Linked DNA regions of Mus musculus: region 1 is linked to region 2. The links are chromatin contacts, called in public Hi-C maps. All regions are on one chromosome and are shown on one strand. Each heading gives the region's core, a stretch centred on a gene start, on an enhancer-like site or on the middle of the called end of the contact. The rest is flanking DNA. Distances are from core to core; before and after follow the strand shown.

Region 1 (3,421 bases), core at 357-2,856, 600 kb after region 2:
AAAGCCTGTCTGTCGTCAAAAGTAAATTCTCACAGCCTGTTAGTCATCCACAGGAAAAGGCCAAATCCTGACAGTTATCTATAGTAAATGCACACAGCCTGTCAATCATCCATAGAACACAGTCACAGTCTGTTGATCATCCACAGGAAAGGCCCACAACCTGTCAGTCATTCATAGGAAACCCCGATAGCGTGTCATCCATCCATCCATAGAAAACATCAACAGGCCCTCCGCGGCTCACCGCTTCCCAACAGCCCGCGACTGTCGAAGCCAGGCAGCATTGGGGATTAGTGCGGAAAGCCAGGGTGGTGACCAGCGCAGCGGCTCCGTCATTGGGCGAGGAGCCTGAGGTGCATAAGGACACCACAACCTGTGGCCCCCCGCAGAGGAGGGCGATGGAGTCCAAGATGCCAAGCGGAAGGAGCCCGCCAAGTCCCTCCTCATCAAAGTCATCTCCATGGGCAACGCAGAAGTGGGGAAAAGCTGCATTATAAAGCGCTACTGTGAGAAGAGATTTGTGTCTAAGTACCTGTCAACCATTGGGATTGACTATGGAGTCCCAAAGGTCCAAGTCAGAGACAGAGAAATCAAAGTTAACATCTTTGACATGGCTGGATACCCCTTCTTTTTTGAGGTCCGAAATGAATGTTACAAGGACACACAAGGTGTGATACTGGTCTATGACGTTGGGCAGAAAGACGCATTTGATGCCCTTGATTCATGGCTGACAGAAAAGAAGCAGGAGCTTGGGCCGCACGGGAACGTGGACAACATTGTCTTTGTTGTATGTGCCAACATGATCGACTGACTGCTCCAAACACTGCTGCATCGATGAAAGTGAGGGGCGTCTCTGGACTGAAAGCAAAGGTACTTTGAAACATCAGCACAAACTGGCGAGGGAATCAAAGAGATGTTCCAGACCTTTTACATGTCCATAGTTGACTTGTGTGAAAATGGCGGGAAGCATCCTACGGCAAATAGCAGTGCTAGTTTCACCAAAGAACAAGCAGACACCATTCGCAGAACCTGAAATAGTTAAGGTCAGCTGGGAGATGCTGGGAGTCAGACCTGGGGCCTCAAGGGAGGAAGTTAATAAGGTCTACCGGAAGTTGGCTGTGCTGCTTCACCCGGACAAGTGCGTAGCACCTGGCAGTGAAGATGCCTTCAAAGCGTTGTGAAGGCTCAGACAGCCCTCCTAAAAAGCATCAAATAGAGGCAGAGGAAACTGCAAAGGAGCTCAAGTGCAAACAGACTCCCCTTGAGCCACCAGGGGGAGACAAACCAGTGCTAAGAGAGAGAGGCAGTGCCAGCCACAGGAGCTGGAGAACCTGAGGCTCATCCCAGGTCTTTGCTGTGCCCTAGAAATAGTTGCTAGTATCAAGCAGCAAGGAATGCTGTGTCCCTGGGAATGAGGGGCCCGACACCAGAACAGAAGCTCTTAGAGGGTGCATTGTAGGTTACTCGGGAGTGTGCGCTCAGTCACCCCGTACAGACGGAAAGGCCAGCTCGGGCCTTTCCTGAGCTCAGGCATGTTGGGCAGTAGGAGGGGCCCTGCATGAGACTCGTCCCTGCATCAGTCCTCACTACGGGTGGTGGGAGAGGCAGGGGGGTCCTCTTCCACAAGCCGATTTCTTTCTCATGTAAATCTGCTTCTCCTCTCACTCCACTCTTTGTTACATCCCGCATCTGCGACTGCCTTTCTTCTTGAATTCCTGGCATTGCCCTGGGCGCAGTTGACTTGAAATAAGTAGGATCCATTTGGGGCACAGCGGGACGTCTTGGGTCTGTGTGAGACAGAATCCCTACAGTTTCTGCTTGGACTCCAAATTTCTGAATAGTATTTTAAAACTACAAGTATGAAAACTCATGTTGCATAGAGAAGCCTTCCTCGTGCCTGGTCCACAGGAGCTGATGGAGTTGATGGAGCTGGACTCATGGCAGCCTTAGGGGAGAAGGCTCGTTACTCGACTCCTGTGATCCCTCTGAACTGTGGTATTCTTATTTTGAGCTGCAGCCATCTGTGTTACCCCCGACTTGAAGGATGACTTTTAAATACCTATCCCATAATGGTTGCCGGATAACATCTCTCCTCGTGCCTAAGAAGACGAGCTCTTGTCTTCCTGTCTAAACCCTTGCAGTCCTCTGGGTTTTTCCTTTCTCCATAGTGGTCTCACTTTGCATGGCTGTGCTGTACGCAGCTGCTCTGAGATTTAAAATGTTGTTCTTAGTGAACTCAGATCTATATAAAAAGATAAAGAGATCTGGTATATGGCTTTATGGCTTGAATTAGCTTCTGATTGAACTCCACCACCTCGTGCAGAACGTACCTGATTATCCAACTGTTCTTGGAACAGAAACTGGGAATCATGAGGATGAGGGATTGTGTGTGGTGCTGTCAGCCTGAGTGTGGGGCCCAGTCTGCGCCTCATTCAACAACAGGGACAGGTGAACAGTTACAGCAGGGCGCTTTAGTGTCCCATTCTGATCCCTCAGGTCCCTTGCTGATTCTTAGATCTTGAGACTTTATTCCTGACATCTTAGTTACTAACGTTCAGGGTGGCTGCATAGTATTTATTTATTTATTTATTTATTTATGTAATAGTAATGAAATGAAGAAGTGAAGCCTCAGGGTCCCAGAAATTTTCTGATTTCTGTAATCCATCAGCAGAGAATTAGGAAACAACAGAGCATAACTCAGGATAAAAAGCATTCTGAACCCTGGCTTCGTGATCCAGTACAGACCTCTGCATTTGTTTAAATTCCTGATGCAGGCGTGTGCTTTGTCCTTCGACATTTTGAAAACTATTTGCACAGTTAAGATCTTAGAACATCAACAGGAGTCGCAAATCAGTCATTTCAGCGGCTGAAAAGTTTTTATAATGAACCTTGCCCCCCCCCCCCAAAAAAAAGAGGGATAAAATATTTGAACAACTGTTATTTTAAAAAGCTGTGTCCTTTTCCATCTGAGTCACTAACCGGTGTCACCTCTTCGCCTTGTTGGAACTCCCTGGAGGCATTTCAGAGTCGGTCTTCCAGCCTTCGCAAGCACTTTAGAGCATCCTCCCCTTGGTGTCTGTGTCCTCTTGTGTCTCCCTGGGAACTGCTAGTCTTCACTCTCAGTATCTTACTAAGCAGTGCTTCTTTATTTTTCCATTTAAATGTGTCTGTGGCTCTACCAGCCTGTTAACTTACGAGTCCAGATGCTGAGGATAAGGCTGCTGTCCTTCTGTACGCTGTACACCATTCTTTAAGGCTTGTGTTTACCTCAGGAAACATATTCTAGTATCTTCTCACTGATTGAAATCTCAAGTGATAAATACTTCTTTATACCTGCAAAATGGTACCTGATTCTGTCTTAGTTCAGTGAGCCATAGGTCAGGCAGCTAGGTGGTTAGGTGGCTAAATGGCTTAAAGGTTGTCA
Region 2 (3,849 bases), core at 558-3,057:
TCTAGTCAGGAGAATTAAGTTTTGAGAAAGCGTATTCATATTTGAGGAGAGCTGTTTGGTCCATTGGTGAAAAGCCATCAAAGTATGTATAAATAGTCCACGCAAGCATCCACTGGGCAGCATAAAGGGGCCTACGGTGAATCCTGGGAAGCTCAGAGGTGATCGGGGTTAATGCACATCCCCCAGAAAACAGAAATTTTGTTTCCAGGATGAGCTGGCTAGAAGATGGAGCAAAGCTGGGAACAGAAATTGTACCTGTCTCTTGGGATGTCAGGCCCATGCCGGGCAGGATCTGATACCTTCAAACCCCTCATTATAACTGAACGGAAGAATATGGACGCGCTTTCTTGCTACCCAAGTTTTTCCTTCTGTTGCTGCAGTTGGCATTCTGTTAAGTCTCCATTGGAAGGCTCTCGGTGTAGTGATGAGAGTGTTTTCCAACGCTGTGATTTGCCTGGAAATGGAAAGAGGAAAAGCCTGGTAGAAAAGAAGTCCTGTGGGATCGCTCAGGATTTGCTTGTTCCTCTACTATGCTGCCTTTCAGTGATTGCCGAAGACTTCATTTTTACTTCCTACAAGTGGCAACTTTATCCACAAGTATGAAACATTGCACTCTTCCATCAAGAACATCCATCGCTTTTGTACACACACACACACACACACACACACACTCACACATATGCATGCATGAATACCCTACGCATGCATGCATACGTCCATCAGTCTCCCGAGAAAGATCAGCAGACAAGCAGCAGGCCCCCTCCAAGTGTGAGGACAGGGTTAAACCTGTCTGCAGATTTCTCAGCTCACTTTTACTTAGGGGCAAAGTCAGGCTCCAGCCCCAGAAATCATCCTCCCCCTCCTTTCCACCTCTTTCTTTCCCTAGGGTATAGTGGAGCCTGGAAGCCCAAGCCTGCCTCCTTGTGATTGGAGCATCAAACAGACAAAAAATGCTGAAGCTGATTGCTGCAGCCCAGTTGTGTCCACCAAGGAGATGGTACCTCGGAGAAGGAAAGGAGTCCTGAGAAATCTGTCCTCCTGGATGGGCAATGCCAGTATCTCTGGGTGGGCATAAGTAGATTTTTAATTAATAAAAAATGAAAGTGTGAGTTTGGCTGCTTCACTTCTCTCTCTGCCTCCCACCTCACATCGCTCGGTATTATATTACATCATGCAATAAGCAAGCACAGAGACTGTCTCTAGATAAAGCCCCACCTCTACCCCCACACCAGACTTCCCACTTCCTGAACTACGAGCAGTAATTGTTTTCCTTTATTAATTACTAAGCTAGTAGGAGTCTGTTTCAGCAACACAGAGCAGACTAAAATGGTGATGTAATCTCAGCAAAAGGTCTGCTCTTCCCTGGAGTAAGCGGGTAGAGGGTGATGGTCTAGGAAAGCACAGAGACCCTGCCACGTTTCACTGAATGAGTCCGAGGAATCACGATGGCCAGGCAAAGGTCTTGCTCTTATAGTTCATACTTGACTTCAGACTCCCTCTAAACACTCCCATTTGCACTCACCAAGACCACCAAAGGGGATCATGCAGTGCTAGACAGGCCAGTGTTTCCCAAAAGGCTAACAGAAACACAGATGCTGGCTCAGCTGGAGTGTTCCACTCAGTAAGTCTAAGGCATGGCCTCACGGTGTACCTCTAACATCCTCTATAACATCGATGCTTGACGTTCAGGAGCTCTACTTGGAGGCTGAAGGGGGTGAGCAGGCGGTGACAAGAGTAGGCAAGCCAAGGTCGTCCTCCTGGGCCATGCTAACTCGTTCAATGACAGAGACTCACTGGAGTCTCTCTTCCACTTAGCCAACTTCCTGCTTGACTCATCTATGACACAGATTCTATGCCAAGACCTGTCCACGGTTTGAGATTCACTATGCTTGAAAACTAACCAGTGTTCCCTCACTTTCAGTTTCCAAGGTCTCAAGTCCCACAGGGCATCGCAAGGGGACTAGCTGACATCCACCCCACCAGTGGGTCATTTTGTTACGATCAGAGGAGTGGTTTCTGGTGATAGTAGATCACTTGGGCTTTGCCCCCAGAGAGGCAACTCTTTATTTCACTGAGAGTAACTACAACAAAATTCAAATTAAAACAAAAAAACCTCTTTCATTCCAGGGTAGATATTATCTCCATACATGAAAGCTATTTGCCATATAAGCCATATTTAAAAATAAAGACTGGAGCAAATGCATAGAATTCCTCTACTGTCCTGTCAAGATAACAGCCACTATGGTTATAAAGTTATACATGTTTAAAGACATATTCACATCTTGGAAGCTGGCACCATTACCTCAAATAGCTTATCCACCCCCTAGTACTGCTATAAGAAGGCACCACAAGCTTAGACTCTTAAACAAACAAACAAACAAACAAACAAACAAGCTTGTCATCTTGCAGTTCTAAAGGCTCTCTGTCTGACCTCAAAGTGTTGATGGACTATGCTTCTGTCAGAGTACCTACAGGGGTAAGGGGTTCCTTTCTTTCTTTTTCTGATGTCTTATAGTTCCTAAGTTCTCTGGCTTTTTAGAGGCATTGCTCCAGTCTGTTTCTGTCTTCATATGGCATGCACCCAGGTGCCTGCACCTTCCCATGGCAGTGTGTTGACGACACCAGCCTGATTGATTCAGGAGTCATTTGCTCCAGTATGAGCCTCTTCTTGTCAAACAGACAAACCAACAAACAAAACAGCAACAAGATCCCCATGAAATGATTCTCTTTCCAAACAAGGCTGCATTCTGAGGTGCTGGGGGTTTGAAGGCCAACTCATTTTCAAGGGACCTGCAATAGAATACCTGACAAAACGCCATGACAGCTGCTAATCAATAGGTCTTCAAATGAGAGGATTATGAGGGATTACCTCGCTTGCCATCACAAGGTCCTTAAAAGTTAGAAGACGGAAGCCGGGCAGTGGTGGTGCACACCTTTAATCCCAGCACTTGGGAGGCAGAGTCAGTGGAATTCTGAGTTTGCGGCCAGCCTGGTCTACAAAGTGAGTTCCAGGACAGCCAAGGCTACACAGAGAAACCCTGTCTCGGGGGGGGGGGGGAGTAGAAAAGGGAAACTGGGAGTGAGTCAGAGTGAGACAATGTCAGGATACTACCCAACATTGCTGGTTTTGAAGAGGAGGAAGATCCATAAGCCAAGGACCATGGGCAGTCCCCAGGAAAAATAGACAACAGATTCTTCTCTCTCCTCTGAAAGGGACACACTTTTACCTGGACCTTGGCTTTAGCCCCATGATACCTCTGTGGAACTTCTAACCCACAGACACACAGGCACATTTGTGTTATCTTAAGCCACTGTGTTTATTACTTTTCTCAAGGTTGTGACAAAATTCCAGGCAGCAGTGGCTTCAGCAGGCTAAGTTTGTTATTCCAGCTCATGGTTTCAAGTGACATCAAGGCTCTAATGGTGGGAGAGCCTAGTGGCAAGAGCAGGGCCTGTCCATGGCAGTGGGGGCTTGTAGTACAGCTTGCTCCCTCCTTGGCAGATCAGAAGCAAGATCTGGGGCTAAAACTGGAATCAGATATCAACACAAAGCTCACTGTCAATGACTCAATTCTGCTGCCTAGGCTACAGAATGGAAGGCTCCACAGCCTCCCAAAACAGTGCCACCAGCTGGAGACCAAATATTCAAACACCCGAGCCTATGTGGGAGATCTCACATTGAAACCATAATTACTACTTGATGGTAATTTGTCACAGCAGCCCTGGAAACGCTAACAGAACCACAGGGCTCAGCCTAGTTCAGGGAACACCATTTCATTGACACATTACCCTTTTATTTCCCCTCAATACATAGATTAGTGTATTTCACACGGGCATCCTTTGCTGGCC

The links. Hi-C and Micro-C count contacts between places; a contact is called where the count stands out from the background.
Region 1: a contact with region 2 is called in a Hi-C map of CD8 T cells, with 5 times the contacts expected there. The contact joins two enhancer-like sites. A contact is called at or near these places in 3 of 39 promoter capture datasets (the 3T3-L1 cell line, cranial neural crest and hippocampal neurons), 4 of 484 Hi-C or Micro-C datasets (CD8 T cells, the N1E-115 cell line, cortical neurons and 1 more) and 1 of 9 other capture datasets (embryonic stem cells).

The regions. Positions count from the first base shown.
Region 1 is chr1:43,897,900-43,901,320 of GRCm38.p6, forward strand. It overlaps the pseudogene Gm8241. Among named protein-coding and RNA genes, the nearest start is that of Tpp2, 34 kb to the right of the region's middle. Within about 2 kb of position 1,607, at least 35 of the 459 cell types and tissues checked have an H3K27ac peak or open chromatin away from gene starts, as enhancers often do. A contact at or near this core is called in CD8 T cells, where this site is marked.
Region 2 is chr1:43,301,159-43,305,007 of GRCm38.p6, forward strand. LOC115487086 (a long non-coding RNA gene) reads right to left here. Exons shown (of 3, transcript XR_003947810.1): 2 at 256-454. Among named protein-coding and RNA genes, the nearest start is that of Gm29040, 42 kb to the left of the region's middle. Within about 2 kb of position 1,808, at least 32 of the 459 cell types and tissues checked have an H3K27ac peak or open chromatin away from gene starts, as enhancers often do. A contact at or near this core is called in CD8 T cells, where this site is marked.